Regions from separate parts of the Mus musculus genome. Here region 2 is linked to region 1. The links are chromatin contacts, called in public promoter capture Hi-C maps. All regions are on one chromosome and are shown on one strand. Each heading gives the region's core, a stretch centred on a gene start, on an enhancer-like site or on the middle of the called end of the contact. The rest is flanking DNA. Distances are from core to core; before and after follow the strand shown.

Evidence for each region. Promoter capture Hi-C pulls out the DNA fragments that hold promoters and counts their contacts.
Region 2: a promoter capture Hi-C map of pre-B cells shows a contact between it and region 1, with 4 times the contacts expected there. The contact joins the promoter of Klhl12 here to the promoter of 6030442K20Rik in region 1. A contact is called at or near these places in 2 of 39 promoter capture datasets (embryonic stem cells and pre-B cells).

What each region holds. Positions count from the first base shown.
Region 1 is chr1:132,475,618-132,478,513 of GRCm38.p6, reverse strand. 6030442K20Rik (RIKEN cDNA 6030442K20 gene) reads left to right here and starts at 1,450. Exons shown (of 2, transcript NR_165177.1): 1 at 1,450-1,792. It overlaps Rbbp5 (retinoblastoma binding protein 5, histone lysine methyltransferase complex subunit), which reads right to left and starts at 1,147. Exons shown (of 14, transcript NM_172517.2): 1 at 987-1,147. The coding sequence starts at 1,005.
Region 2 is chr1:134,454,043-134,456,938 of GRCm38.p6, reverse strand. It overlaps Klhl12 (kelch-like 12), which reads right to left and starts at 1,408. Exons shown (of 12, transcript NM_001311136.1): 1 at 1,274-1,408.

The DNA.
Region 1 (2,896 bases), core at 201-2,700:
ACCAGGCACATACATCACTGGTGCACAGTCATACATACAGACAAAGCACCCACACACATAAAATAACAAATTAAAAATTTTCTCATTGGTGTCTTTTATTTTAGATACACCTTTCACATACTTTCATACTTCGTCAGTATTATATCCACAAGCATGCACCCATGCTCCAATAAAGCCGCTATAAAGACAAAGAACACTTTAAAAATTATCTTTGTAAGTGGGCTGGAGAGATGGCTCAGCGGCTAAGAGTACTGACTGGCTGGGCGGTGGTGGCGCACGCCTTTAATCCCAGCACTTGGGAGGCAGAGGCAGGTGGATTTCTGAGTTCGAGGCCAGCCTTGTCTACAAAATGAGTTCCAGGGAAGCCAGGGCTATACAGAGAAACCCTGTCTCGAGAATAAAACAACTGCTTGTGTAGTTCACATTTCCGGGGATCTACACCTCCCTACGGTTAAGGACCTTAAACGGGCAGTCAAGATGACTGGATTCCAAATGCCAACTACGCCACTTAGTGCCGAATTACAACACCCTTACCTATTCCCTTAACCTTTTTTTTATTTTTTATTTTTAAAATAAAATCTGGTTAAGTAACACCTTTCCAGCAAGAGTAATCCCATCTAGGCACCGGATCCCCTGACAGGTCTTCAAAATTGACCCACCCTAGGTCACTCTTCCTCTGACTGCATCTCCAAAACTCTGGTCCTGTCTGATTTGTTACTTCAGCACCTGCGATCTTCGAAATCACAGCTCGGACAAAAAGTGCCTCAATGACTCCACAACTGATCTGAAAGCGGTTTCAGAAAAGTAATGCATTCTCTTCGGACAGAAGCTGGTCTTACTCCTGCTGCTGCAACTCCACCTCACGAGCACTCAATGAACCATCTCCGAAGAGTGTCCCTAAGGTTGCAGCCTGCGGTCCCTCCCGCCCAGGTTCCCTCCTTCCCAATACCGAAGGGTTTGCTAAGTCGCAGGCAAGCCCTCCTCACCCAGCAACTCGAGGTTCATCCCTGCAGACGCTGGCCGCCTGGTCTCCGCACCGGCAACAGTTCCTTCTCCCCCACCCGCTCAGAAGCCCCGCGTCTAAGTGGGGGGCGCCGCGAAGAGCCTGGCGCAAGCTCCGGAGACTTTCGGACTTAGAAGGCCCCGCGGCTTCCGCTTTCCTCCCCCGCCTTCCTTGTTCGTTTTACGTAGCTGTCCACATTTCTCCCTAATTAAAAAAAATATTAAACGCTCTTGTAATCAAACAACTATAATATTATCGAGGGAGAAAAAAATGTCATAGTCAGTCGGAACTCCAAAAAGTACAAGAATGTAAAGCTTTTCTCTCCGGGACCACGTAAGTGAGCAAGAAATTTCAGGCATATCACTAACCCACTAATACTCACAATGCCGTGTGTTCCTTGGGTTGTCCCGGCGGCTGCCTGAGACTCCGCAAGAAAGGTTCCGGGCGATTCTTTCTACCGCAGGAAAGCGGGAAAGGTCGGCCCCTAGTGCAAGAGTGTTGGAGCTCTTTGGCGTGGTCAGAGCGCGTGCTGGCTTGGCTCACCTTACTATGAGTACTATAATTACTATGTGTCTGACTTAGTTTCGTGAAGATTATTTCACGTCTCTAAAACTATGCTATGCATCACATAAAACGGCACGATAGTATTTGTTAGGCCCTTTCCTGCGGTATTACTGTGTACACAACATCGATTAGGGCACAGGAACATTGTCAAGAGAGATGGACTGAGTGTCCCACAGTTCTGTCAGACTTGATGTACACAGAGCAATCAGAGAAGACCAGCTAATGGTAAATAATGGGCGTGGGGTGGGAAGTGTTTATCCAATGTGGTGGGCAAGTCACCCCTGTGTAGCTATAATGACAGTAATCTAGAGGTCCTCCTAACTGACTTCACCGTTATGGGTATTTAACCCTTTCCTTGTGCGTAAAATGACAGTGATAATAATACTACTTAGAGAATTACGAGGATTAAATGAGTTAAGCATATAAAGTGCATAAAAAAATCAGGTGACAGCAAGTATAAGCCATTATTTACCAGTTACTATCTCCTAAATATGTCTTTCATGTAGCCATTTAACCCAAAAACAGTAATTGAGGCTCAGAGATATTGGACAATTTTCACTCCCTTTCGTGTCCAATATTTCCGAAATGCTATCCAAATACTATAGAACCAGAAATAATTTGTAGAAATATTTCTGCACTTCTCACAGTGATTTATTATCAGGTCTCTTTGGCTGTACCCACTGGCTTAGTGAAACAGAAAAAAAAATACATTGTTTCACTTATGAAGTAATAATGATGAACTTTTCACGTGTATATGGGTTTATTTTCTGTAGGCAGACTGTTGGTGTCCCTGGCCATGTTTTTTTCTAATGGAACATGCATTTTGTAAAATTTTCAAGGAAGGAATAATATGATCAAGTTAATGTTTAAAAAATAAAAATTCCTACCCAGTCTTATAGCTCATATATGTAATCTCAGCACTCAGGAAGGAGCCTGGGCTCCCTAGTGAGTCCTGGAGTGAGAGAGAAGAAGGAAATAACATTAGACGGGTTGGGATTTTTGTTGTTGCAGCTGCTGCTGCTGTGCTGGTTTGCTTTGGTTTGGGTTTGGGTTTGGGTTTGGGTTTGGGTTTGGTTTGTTTGCTTTCAGCTCTTCTGGTACTGGTGATTGAACCTAAGCCTTACCTACAGAGCCTACCTATAAGCCTAGCCCTAAAGATCAACCTCTTAAAGACACTGTTGAGTAGGAGTTCCGGTGAGGGGTAAAAACTCTCCAGGAGTTTACTGTTGGCCGTGAAGGATGGTCTGAATCCAATCTACAGGAGAGAAAAACAATCAAGGAGCTTGAGATTAGGAGACAGAATTGGAAGCGGCATAAATGCAAAAGATG
Region 2 (2,896 bases), core at 159-2,658, 2.0 Mb before region 1:
CTAATTTCCTAAGATTAAAACTGAGATTCTACATTGTCATCTTTTGTTCAGTAGCTCCTTCAAAAGGACTCTGGACACTCCCCCCCCCCCCCAAACTCTGCAACATGTATTTAACCAAAAACTGAGACAACTTGCTAAAGTAAATGCTTTTTGTTTTTAAAAGGTTTGCTTAAGCTAACATAGTTTCAAACTATGAGATGCAAGAAACTGGGGATTTGCTGAATTCTCAGGAGCTGAAGATTATGAAGATTTCCTAGTGTTCTAGCACAAGGCCCAGCCTGTGATTAAACTTTAAGATTTGTTTCATAAATGACAGTAACCTCAGGGCTGCAACTTTCCTCCTAGCACAAAGCCTGACCATATATTCACCATTCAAAAACTACACATTCTAGAACAGCTAATATGTAAATAGAGGGGTTCCATTCTAAATCATTCTAGAAGGAAGAAAAAAGGCAATGAGAGAGAGAGAGAGAGAGAGAGAGAGAGAGAGAGAGAGAGAGAGAGAGAGAGAGAGAGAAAGGAGTTCTCCCCTAAGAACACCAAGCTTACCATCAAGTATTAGGGAGACCTAGGTAGGCAAGGAGTTAGATATGCGGTAATCATGGAAGCTGCAACAGTATCTTGGTAGCTGTGTCTCCCGGTTAAGCAGGGACTACACTAAGGTTCCCATGGTCAAAATCTGTAAAACTGTATTTGGGATGTTCCACCAAGGCAAACGATACTTAACAAATTGCCAAAACCGCGTTAAAGGGTCTGCATTCTCAAAAGGCACTGGCTTCATTACAATGTGTTGGAGTTTCCAAATCTCCCACCCCATACCTTGCTTTTTTTTTTTTTTTTCAAGATTGCTGGGGATAAATGCCTTACAAGAGGAGGTGAAGACCACTATAATTTGGGAGGGAAAGGGAATTATCTTACCTTCATGCATGAATATACCTTACACCTCACTAATATTCTTAAGAAACTTCTTTAAAACCCCAATGCGCTACTGCCTACCTTCGGAGGAAGCCCACTCCAATCTTTGGAGTGTGTAGCTTTACTAAATAAACGTCCCCTTACTGTTTCTCAGCTGAATTCTTTCCTCCCAGGTTAAACCTTCTCCCGGGGCAGGCGGCAGCTGCTCCGGAGAAGCCGAGAAGGCAGCGCTATGCCTGCAGCGCCCCAGCTCATCTCCTACCGACCCGGGCTGGGGGGGGTACCCGGGTTGGGGGAAGGCCGCGCCCCCGGCTGAGGGCAGAGGGAAAGGCCGTGTGTCAGGGCCGCGCTCACTCACCAGGGCTCCTGGGCCGTCCGAGCCGAGGTGCTAGGCGCCGGGCTCCCAGGCGGCTGAGCAGCCGGAGCGCCGCCGCTGCCGCCCGGACCAGCCGCTGCGGAGCAGTCTCCGTGGTAAACTCCAGTCTCGGAGTACGGCGACCGCGCGGCATGATGACGTCACGCCACGGGAGGGGCGGGCCTCTCCTGGGTTACGTCACCTTAGGAGGCCGAGCCAAGAAGTCCTGCTTACCTGAGAGCTCAGAAAAAGAGACCTGAGAGTGGGTAGACGGGTGGGTGGGGAGTGCCGCGTGTGACAGTGCGCTGGAGGCCAGAAGGACCCAAGACTGGCGGTCCCCACGCGGTATGGCAGGCGCTAGGCTGCGTTCCTGCCACACTCGGGAGACCCACGGGGTTTCAGAGTTCTCTAGGTCGGTTTCTGAAGAATCAGGCTCCGCTTCACCATAGGGAGGACTTTCCCATCCCGGATAACCACAGGGTCCTAAATGTGCCTGTCACCATGAGGCGATTGCTTCCTTCACTCCAAGGAAAAGGAACTTGTGGATTGACTGAGCCACCAGAAATGGGTCGCAGTAGGGGAAACTGCAAAGACCCTTCTCAAAGAAGACGCCACAGCCATCTCCTCTCCTCTGACTCACCATGGTCGTTCATTAGTGCTGCGGTTCTTAGGACGTTTGCTTTTCGTTGATTTTGACTTTTTGCCTTTGGCTGAGAAGGGAAAGATGTTTCTTGTTCCAGTATAGATGAATGACTAATTGGATTATCCAGTTTTCCTTTGCACGGCGTTTGGTTCTTAGGGATAGTAAAGTGTAGTCAAGAGGGCAGCGTCTTCGTTTTACATAGTGTTTTCTTCGTGTCATAGCTTCTTGATCCCAAACTGTTCCTGACATTTAAATATGGTGGACAGAGTGCAGAATTGATAGAAAATGTTGAGGGCACTCTGGAAATAGTTGTTAAAATGATCAATGTAGATCTATTTTGTCTAGGTTTTGTAGTGTAGTCATCAGACTTCAGGGCAGGAATGCTTCCCCACCAAATCTGGACCCAGAACTACTACAGCAGATGAACTTAAGGTAGCTAGAACAGAAGCTAACGATCTTGGGCACCAGGCACATACATGGTGCTCATGTATACATGTAGGCAAACCATTTATGCACATAAAATCTTAAAATTACAAAACATATCTACTGGTTCTCCTGGTCTTCTCTGGCTACTTCTGCTTTTATATATGCATTTCCCCTAGTAACATCTTTGCCCTTTTTCTTTCATCTAGGCAAATGCTTTCCTGATGAGCAGAAAAACACACAAATTCTTTAAGAATTTCTGTGAGAGCTAGACATTACACGTGCATACCCACACTTGGGAGACTAAAGCAGGAGAGAACAAATTCAAGGGGAGAAAACAATAACAACTAAAGCTGAAAATGTGGCTGGCATGTGAAAGGCCCAAGACAGGTGAAGGTCAGAGGGTTGAGAGTTTCTTTGTTTTTGTTTTTAAGATTTTATTTATTTTATGTATATGAGTACATCTTTTAAGCAAGTAAATATGAATTAGTGTGGTTTGAAACCAAGAAAGGTTAAAGTGTACTTGCACACGTATGGATATTCTTGGAGCCATAAGAGAG